Regions from separate parts of the Rattus norvegicus genome. Here region 1 is linked to region 2. A link is a contact called in public Hi-C data. All regions are on one chromosome and are shown on one strand. Each heading gives the region's core, a stretch centred on a gene start, on an enhancer-like site or on the middle of the called end of the contact. The rest is flanking DNA. Distances are from core to core; before and after follow the strand shown.

The links. A called contact is a pair of places that touch in the nucleus more often than the background predicts.
Region 1: a Hi-C map of liver shows a contact between it and region 2, with 1.9 times the contacts expected there. The contact joins the enhancer-like site here to the promoter of Rcbtb1 in region 2. A contact is called at or near these places in 2 of 12 Hi-C or Micro-C datasets (hepatocytes and liver).

What each region holds. Positions count from the first base shown.
Region 1 is chr15:37,470,233-37,474,287 of GRCr8, forward strand. It overlaps Rcbtb1 (RCC1 and BTB domain containing protein 1), which reads left to right. Exons shown (of 12, transcript NM_001108380.2): 11 at 41-171. Among named protein-coding and RNA genes, the nearest start is that of Phf11b, 24 kb to the right of the region's middle. Within about 2 kb of position 1,774, at least 6 of the 93 cell types and tissues checked have an H3K27ac peak or open chromatin away from gene starts, as enhancers often do. A contact at or near this core is called in hepatocytes and liver, where this site is marked.
Region 2 is chr15:37,433,478-37,437,327 of GRCr8, forward strand. Rcbtb1 (RCC1 and BTB domain containing protein 1) reads left to right here and starts at 1,616. Exons shown (of 12, transcript NM_001108380.2): 1 at 1,616-1,939.

The DNA of each region.
Region 1 (4,055 bases), core at 524-3,023, 37 kb after region 2:
GTACAGAGTAAATCTCAGGTGTCCTTTTTCTGCCTTGTAGGCCTTTTGGACTTGGCAACATCGTACTGTGAGAACAGACTGAAGAGGCTCTGTCAGCACATCATCAAGCGAGGAATCACTGTGGAGAATGCTTTCTCATTGTTCTCTGCTGCAGTCAGATATGACGCAGAGGTAACACAGACGTGCCCCAGCTCCCTCACCGTCAGCCCACTTCCCTCTCTCCTGTGATGCAGCATGGCTAGTTTCACCTCCTTTAGTGACTCAGTGGCCAGCCTCAGATGAAATCTGCCTTTGCTTCACACATTTCTGTTCACAGTCCAGAATCAGTGTTTTTCTGCTTCTGCTTTTAAGTAACTGGCTGAAGGGTGCACAGTGAAAGTATAAAATGCTGGGCTCCGCTGGACTGACAGGCAGCATGCTTTACTTCCAGACTTCTGACTCAGTGCAGCTCTCTTTCTCCTGAGAAGAGGCTGTTGAGTCCACTCTGTCAGGAGCCCAGGGTGCTGTTGGCTTTACATCCGTGGGGGTCTGGAATTCTGTCACTGTCTTGTAGCTCAGTTCCTATGTGAAGACCTTACTGTGTACTGCCTCTGTTTTTTTAACTTAAAAGTTTTTAGTGCACATGCTCTGTGTGTGTGTGTGTGTGTGTGTGTGTGTGTGTGTGTGTGTGTGTGTGTGTACATGTTTGAACAAGGGAGTCAGTTTTCCTCTCCCACCTTTCCATAGACTCCAAGGATCAAAGTCAGTTGTTATAAGCAGCAGATGTCCTTACCCACTGAGCCATCTCAGCTGTTCCTGTTTTGTTGGCTTTAAACTTAGTTGGATTTCAAGTCTGCATTTCTCAGCTTTGTAGCATCTGATGAGTAGTGTTCTGGAATGTGTACACCATCGAACTTTCCTGACTGAGCAGAGCCGCAGATTTGGAGCAGAAGCTGCCCCTGACAGACCGTGTGCTGATGCATGGCAGCCCATGCTGCTGAACAGTGAAGACAGTGCATGGAAGGCTGCAGGAGGCATCGTTACTGAACTCAGACTGATGTGCTTAGCTTTACAGATTCATAAAAAGTAAAAGGCTGACTTCGCTAAGTAACCAGAAGCCTGTCTTTTAGAGGTGTTTTGTCATTGGGCAGTGCAGTCTCCAGTAACTGGGAATTTATCAGAGACCCGCATTCTGACTCTTGAGGTGTAACAGGACAGACTTCCTGTCTGTGACACTTAGGGAAAGTTGACCGTTATGCCTTTTATTTTCAAAAATGTGTCCTATTTTTGCTTGAGGTTCTATTATGGTAATAAATATTTCACAAGGTCAAATGCAGCTGACTTTGGGGCCTGACAACAATGGAAATGTGGTTAGTGTGAGCTGTAGCTAATGGAAGACAGGTGGGGTTTGCTTCCTCCCTTCCTGTACCACTGGGAGCCTGTGCTAGACTCCTTCTTATACAACAGTATGAGGTGGGGTTTGCTTCCTCCCTTCCTGTACCACTGGGAGCCTGTGCTAGACTCCTTCTTATACAACAGTATACTTTTAAATTAGGTTGATTGTAACTTTAATTTTTTTCACTTCCTACTTTTAATGATGGTTCGTAAACACTTTAACCTCCCTTTTAGCCCACCAAAGGTGGGAGCAAATGGGCCTTTTTAGAAATGGTCTTTGGAGCAACTCCTGTCTGTGTTGTCCGGATATCAGCAGTTCAGTTCACAGGTCAGCAACGGCCGCTCGAGCTACTGGCAAACACTTCATGGATACATCAGCAGTCCAGTTCAGTCAAGTCAGGATAGTCATGAATCCGCAGCACGACGTGGCACGAATCAGTGGCATGACCTAGCAGAGACAGCCAAGCCTCAACCTTGGCACAAGTCAGCAGGAGGGACCAGGGCCAACAGGAACACCAGGAGAAGTTCTGGGCTGTCCTCTCTCAGCAAAGTGAAGATCAGCAAGAGGTCAACAAGCAAGCATCGCACAGCTGGCTGCACAAGCAAACCTCCCTCAGCCCTCGCTCCTGCCCTTCAAGCCCTTTTTATATTCCCTTCAAACATCACGTGTCCCCCACTGGGCTTGCCTCAGCGCATGTATCTCTCTCAGCTGATAGCACTCTGCCTTGGAAGCAGCAAGAAGCCACAGCGTACCACCAGAAGACTTTTGGTGTAGTTTCTTTCTATGGCATCCTGACAAATGGAGCTCAACTCCACAGTGTAAGGCAGACCAATACATGCGTGTGGTTAGCAAGGAATCTTTCATCACGTGTCCTTTCATGTGCTTGCTCTAACAGAACATCCTTTTGCTTTATGTTCACTTCAGAAAATGTTCCTTCACAGGTCTGCCTTTAGCCTTTCACCTGTGCCCACTTCAGGAAAACACTCCTTCACGTGTTTGCCCCAGCAAAACACCATCCTACACAACTGACTCTCCAAAGAGCCCTTTTCTCTCCTTTTGGAGAATGATTCTAGACTCTTCTTACGCTTCTCTACATTTTTCCATGCTCTGTGATCAATCCTGTTGATTTAAAACAGCCCGGACAACCTGACTAGAGGCCCACAGCCTGGATCCTGTTACTGGAAATTTGTTCCCACTTTCACCTAAAACCACCTTTAAAAGTTTAGAGGAGAAGATCATCAGACATGCACCTTTGATCCAAGCAGTCAGGCCCAGAGAGGCAGGAGCATCTTGGGTAGCAGAGGTGCCTGCTTTACATAATGAGTTGCAGTCCAGACAGAGCTACACAGTGAGACCTCGTCTAAAAAGAAAAATAAAACCAACCGTATAGGAAGAACTCATGCCACTGCGGCTGGCAGCAGCCCACGTCCTTGGCTCGTCTTCACTTACGTATAAATACATTAATAACTGTTCCTTTACAGCGACTACAAATGAATGTGATTACCTGGAGCTTGTCAGTGTGCAGGCAGAGCCAGAGCTCAAAACACATGCTGATTGAATAATCAGATATGCTTGAAACACCAAAAATATATATTGAATGGACAAATATGTTTACAGCATTTTACTATATTCAAGATAGCATACAAACCTTAAACTCCACAAATATGATATATTCAATGTGGAAAAGGAGTAGAATCCTTATGATATACTTCTTAGATTTTAATACTGAACTATATGATCAATGAGTAAATGTTTACATTTTTTTCTTAATATTTTGGAATGTAGTAAGTGACCATAGTATTGAGCATAGAATTGAGTGTTCAAATCCAACCCATTTCTTATATATGTTCTTAGTTGATCAGAAGTGACTGAGATTGTAATTGATGACAAAACTAATTTTGGAAGCCCAGCTTTAGAGTAACCGATGCCGTTGGTCATGTGCCAAGAAGATGAAGGCAGTCTCTAATCAGTTACCTGCTTTGTAACAGTGCCTCTCTCCTCCATGCACCCTTTAAAGGAAACTTGAAGTTAATGTACAAAAGAAATGCAGCTTAGTAGCTGTGTTCAAAAGCAGTGCTGTGGGGAACATCTTAGGAATGCATACCATCAGACTTGGTACACTTTTACAGAGGACTCGGGAGGAGCCCTTCACAGTCCTCCAGCATAGCAGTGAGGAACTAAAGCACTACTTCAGCATAGCATAGCAGCTCTTCAGTGCTGCTGGACAGAAGGTGTTTAAACACTACGGGAAGCACATGGATGCCTGTCTCACAGGAGAACCTTTCCAGAGAGATGAGCAAAGTCTTAACATGACTAGGGGTTCGGGGGTTTGCTTTGTATGTGAATGTTAACCCCAAAGCTAAGCAGTCAGCATTTTTTATGTTATTGTTGTACTGGAAAAGAGATTAAGTTTTCCTTAGTCAGTGAGCCTCAAGATTCTTAGGGTAGCAAGAGAAAGCATCCTCCCACAACCTCTCCCCCCCAACACACACAAAATAACACATTTAAATATATTCTGAAAAACAAAAGTGGAGGCCATGTTGATCTGGAATATTTTGTATTTAATACACTAAGGTAAACTATACAGTTTTTGCATTTGACCAAACTGGGATGGTGATCTTTACCACCAGGAGTGGATCTCTCTGTTGGGGATAACCCTGGACAACCTGTTCCGCTAGCC
Region 2 (3,850 bases), core at 366-2,865:
GCAGAGACACACAGAGAGAAAGATTCTCATTTGAGATATCTACAAAATATCTGGGAAAGAAGGTGGTCTTCTAATGTCAGATACATTCAAGCCTTACAGTTCATTGGTATTTTAACATTCTTACTTGAAAATATTCCTATATGACAGGAATAATGTCTTTCTGTAGGCAACCTTCAGCACAAACATTAATTGTACTCTATTGGCAGCTGGCAAAAGGTATCAGAAAGACTCTGTGGTAAGGGACTCCTTTCTTCCCTATGTCCCCACAATTTTCCATTTCTATCCTCCCTCAAGTCTCCCAAATTTCCATTCTTCTGGTGGAGCTACTCCATTGGCTGATAGTGAGAATCTAGCCAGCTGTGAGTTACTGTAGTAAGACCATACAGATCTGATATGAAGAGTTCATAATGTGTGAGATCAGGTGACAATACTTAATCTTAGAGGAAATGCACAGTATTACATTTCCCTGCATGGTGAAATCCCTGTTTTGAGTATGTAGTGTTAGGGAAACTAGAGAAGTTGCAGCTGAGGCTACCTGAATAAACAATGACTGAAGATAATGAATCTGCAGGAAGAGTAGGTGGTGTCTGACGACAATTTTGAAAGATGAGAGGAGACCGATGAATATTATGGGAAATGTTAGAAAAAGAAACAGAGCCAGAGTCATTACATTAGTTAAAAAAAAAAACAAAAACAAAAACAGATTTTACTCAGGGACAAGTACAATAGGGAAAGAGACCTTAGAGTATAAAATAGGGCTCAATTACTATATTGCAACCATTTCTAAGTAAAATCTGTTTTTAATCTCTTCCTCCTTGTTTTTCAAGAAAGGAGATGGTGATTCCGAACATTTGAGATCAAGGCAAAAGAATGAAAAGTCCAGGGAGGTCTACAGCAATTTAAGGAAGAAAAAATGTAATCTACCGAAAGTACTCAAGAGAAACAAGAATTCTCTATGGGGGAAAGCCACGTTGTAGTCGGGGAAAATAAAGGCTGACGGTAGGGTTTTTGTAGGACCAAATCTGTTTAGTGGTAAACAGAAAACAAAGGATTTTGCATTTACCACTGGGGAAAAGGTGAGTCTGAACAAGGTTGCTTGGATGCTGGGTGCCAGGAAGTATAGACTTTGGTCTCTAGTGCCAAATGGGAGAGCCTAGGGCAGTAGGGGTTCCTACAACTCATTAAGTGTTCTTCTGATAAACGCATGAAGCACAAAGCAGTCGCTCCCTTCCGGACCTCCGTTTACCCGCATAGCACAAGCACAGCTCTGGGGCAGATAGTCAGCGTTCAGGAGCCTTGTCTCGGTCGGCTTAACGCAGGTGTCCAGGCCTTCCTCAGACCGTGCAGGGAGACACGTGCGCTGACAAACAGCGGCCTGGAGAGGGCGGGGTGAGAGGAAGGCCAAGCTCCGCTACCATCCTGGGACGCCTTCGCCTTCCCGCGCTCTCCGGAGACCCACGCGACCCGGCGCTGCATCGGCGGCCCGGCCTACAACAAAACCGGAGCAGGAGCCTGAGGAGACGGAGGGCGCGCGCAGCTCCGGTGCCACGTGACGCGACCCGCCCACGTGACCGGTGGCCCTGGCGCTAGCGCTCGCACCGGGGCTGTGGGGAAGGAGCCCATTAAGGCGGCGGCGCTGAGGGCTCAGGGCCTGGCCCGGAGGCCTGACAGGTAGAGCGCTGCAGGGCGGAGGTGCGGCGAGCCGGGGAGCCGGGCGGGGCCTTGCTTGGCCGCTGCGAAGTCCGCGCCCTCCCGAGGGCCGTGCGCACCAGGCGCGTTCGCGACCCTTCGGCGACGCGCACTCTGCACCCCCGGCGTTCTGTCCTGCGGGAACTTCACCCAGGTGTGCGGCGGCGAGCTGAGTAAATGGCGTTGCCCGCGGCCTGCCTCTGAGGAAACTCGCTGCCGGTCCCACTGGAGAGGAACACCAAGCACGCAGGTTAGCGGTGGGCAGCTGACGGCTGCAGAGCGTAGAAGCGGAGGGTTGCAGTTTGAAAAGACAATAAATGTTGCTTTTAAAAACATTCGTAGTCCCCCTTGCCTTTGCCCTGTTTCTACGAGGATTGAAGCTCGTGGTGGGCAAAAATCGGAGTTTCTGGGACTGGCGTGCTCTGTAGCGGGGGTAGCATCAAAAGCAAGAAATGCCGGCGGGCAGGAGATGATGCTTGGACCCTGACGGGAGTTTAGAGTCGTTTAAATTCTGGCTTCAGTTAAAATCACAACAGTATGTAGGTTCTCTTCATATGGGGCCTGGGTTTATTCCATTGTGTGAGCACCAGTGACTTTGCTAGTACTTCTGGGCGGGCTTTTTTTTTTTTTTCCCCCTTTCTTTCCCCCTCTTTGTGCCTATCGAAGAGGAAGTGATGTGTTCATCTTTGAAGTGTTTCTTGTGTGATTTTTAAGTCTTATGATCCAAAGGGTTAAGTTCCACGAATCTCAGAAAACATACAGAAAGCCAAAGCTGTGAAGCTTGTAGCTTAAAACTTGTCTTCTAAGGTTTTAAATGGAGGACCTGTGTGTTCCAGGAGCTGGGAAGTCTGGGATCTTTATCTGAGAATCATGCAATTGAATGGTTCTTTCTGTGTCTTGGTACTTAAAAAGAAGCATAAGAAACAGAGGTTGGGCCTTTTATGAATCTAGAGGCCAGACAAGACATTGAGATACACTTTCTTTCTTAATAAGATCTATAGTTAAAATTTTAAAACATTTTATTATCTTGCATGTTTCCAGTAATGTGATGAAAACTGCTGGACTACATTAAACTAGAATAGATTTCCTAACATATCAGTTAATAATTATCTACTATGTATTTGGCTCACAATGTGGACTCAGAATTTAAAGTTATCCAACATATCTAGGCCACAATATACAGTTTATAAGAAGTCTACAGAGTGAGTTCCTGGACAGTCAGAACTATACAGAGGAGCCCTGTCTTGATAACAAACAAAACATTTACAGGCAAATGAAGAAAACTTTAGAAAATATAAATAAATATTAAGAAAGAATGTATACGATCTGTAATTTTATTATCTAGAGAAAACGTTTTGTATTTTAGGGTGTGAGTTCTATTTACTTTGGAAATTTGAGAAGCTCCAGCGTTCACTTAGTAAAATTTCAGATTGTAAGAGAAAGCCACTAACAAGAGTTTGGGCATTGAAGCTACCAAAGTCTACCTGATTCTAGAGTTTAGATAGTGAATAGCAGTTCAAGTAACTGTCTACTTTTGTCTTTTGGTGGTAGTACATACACTTTATCATACTCATGTACTGGAGTTCATTCTGGAAGGTCTTTTCTGAATCCTCTGAAGGTGTTAGGAAAGTCTGTAGTTTGCAAACATGAACGTTTCAAGTGTCCAGCTGTTAACTGGAATAACTTTCTCATACATGAGAAAAAATAAATTGTGGGGACAGAGTCCCAGGATTGAGACCTGAGCACAAACTAGACATGTCAATATGTCTAGTAGCATGCTTTGATGACAAGCCTTTAAATCTTATAATCACAAAGAAATATACAGTGAAGATTGTGTAACTGGCTAAATACATAACTAACTTTCTTCCGTGTCTTTGATTATTACTGATGTGATTATGTTACTGGTTTTAAGTTAACACTTTGTGATGTTATCTAAATGATGAATGTGCTGTGTTCTCCCCCGGGTAGTTTGTCCTTTGATGAAGTTAGCATCATGCTTATAGTTTTTAGGACATGTTAGATTTTCCTTAAGCACCTATGGGAGAAGGAATCTTAAGCAAACTGTCATTTCTTATGTGTTTGTCACGTCAGAAATGGACAAACAAACGTTAGCTTTCCTAGGAATTCTCTGAGCAGCTTCTTGTTTACTTCAGACCACAGC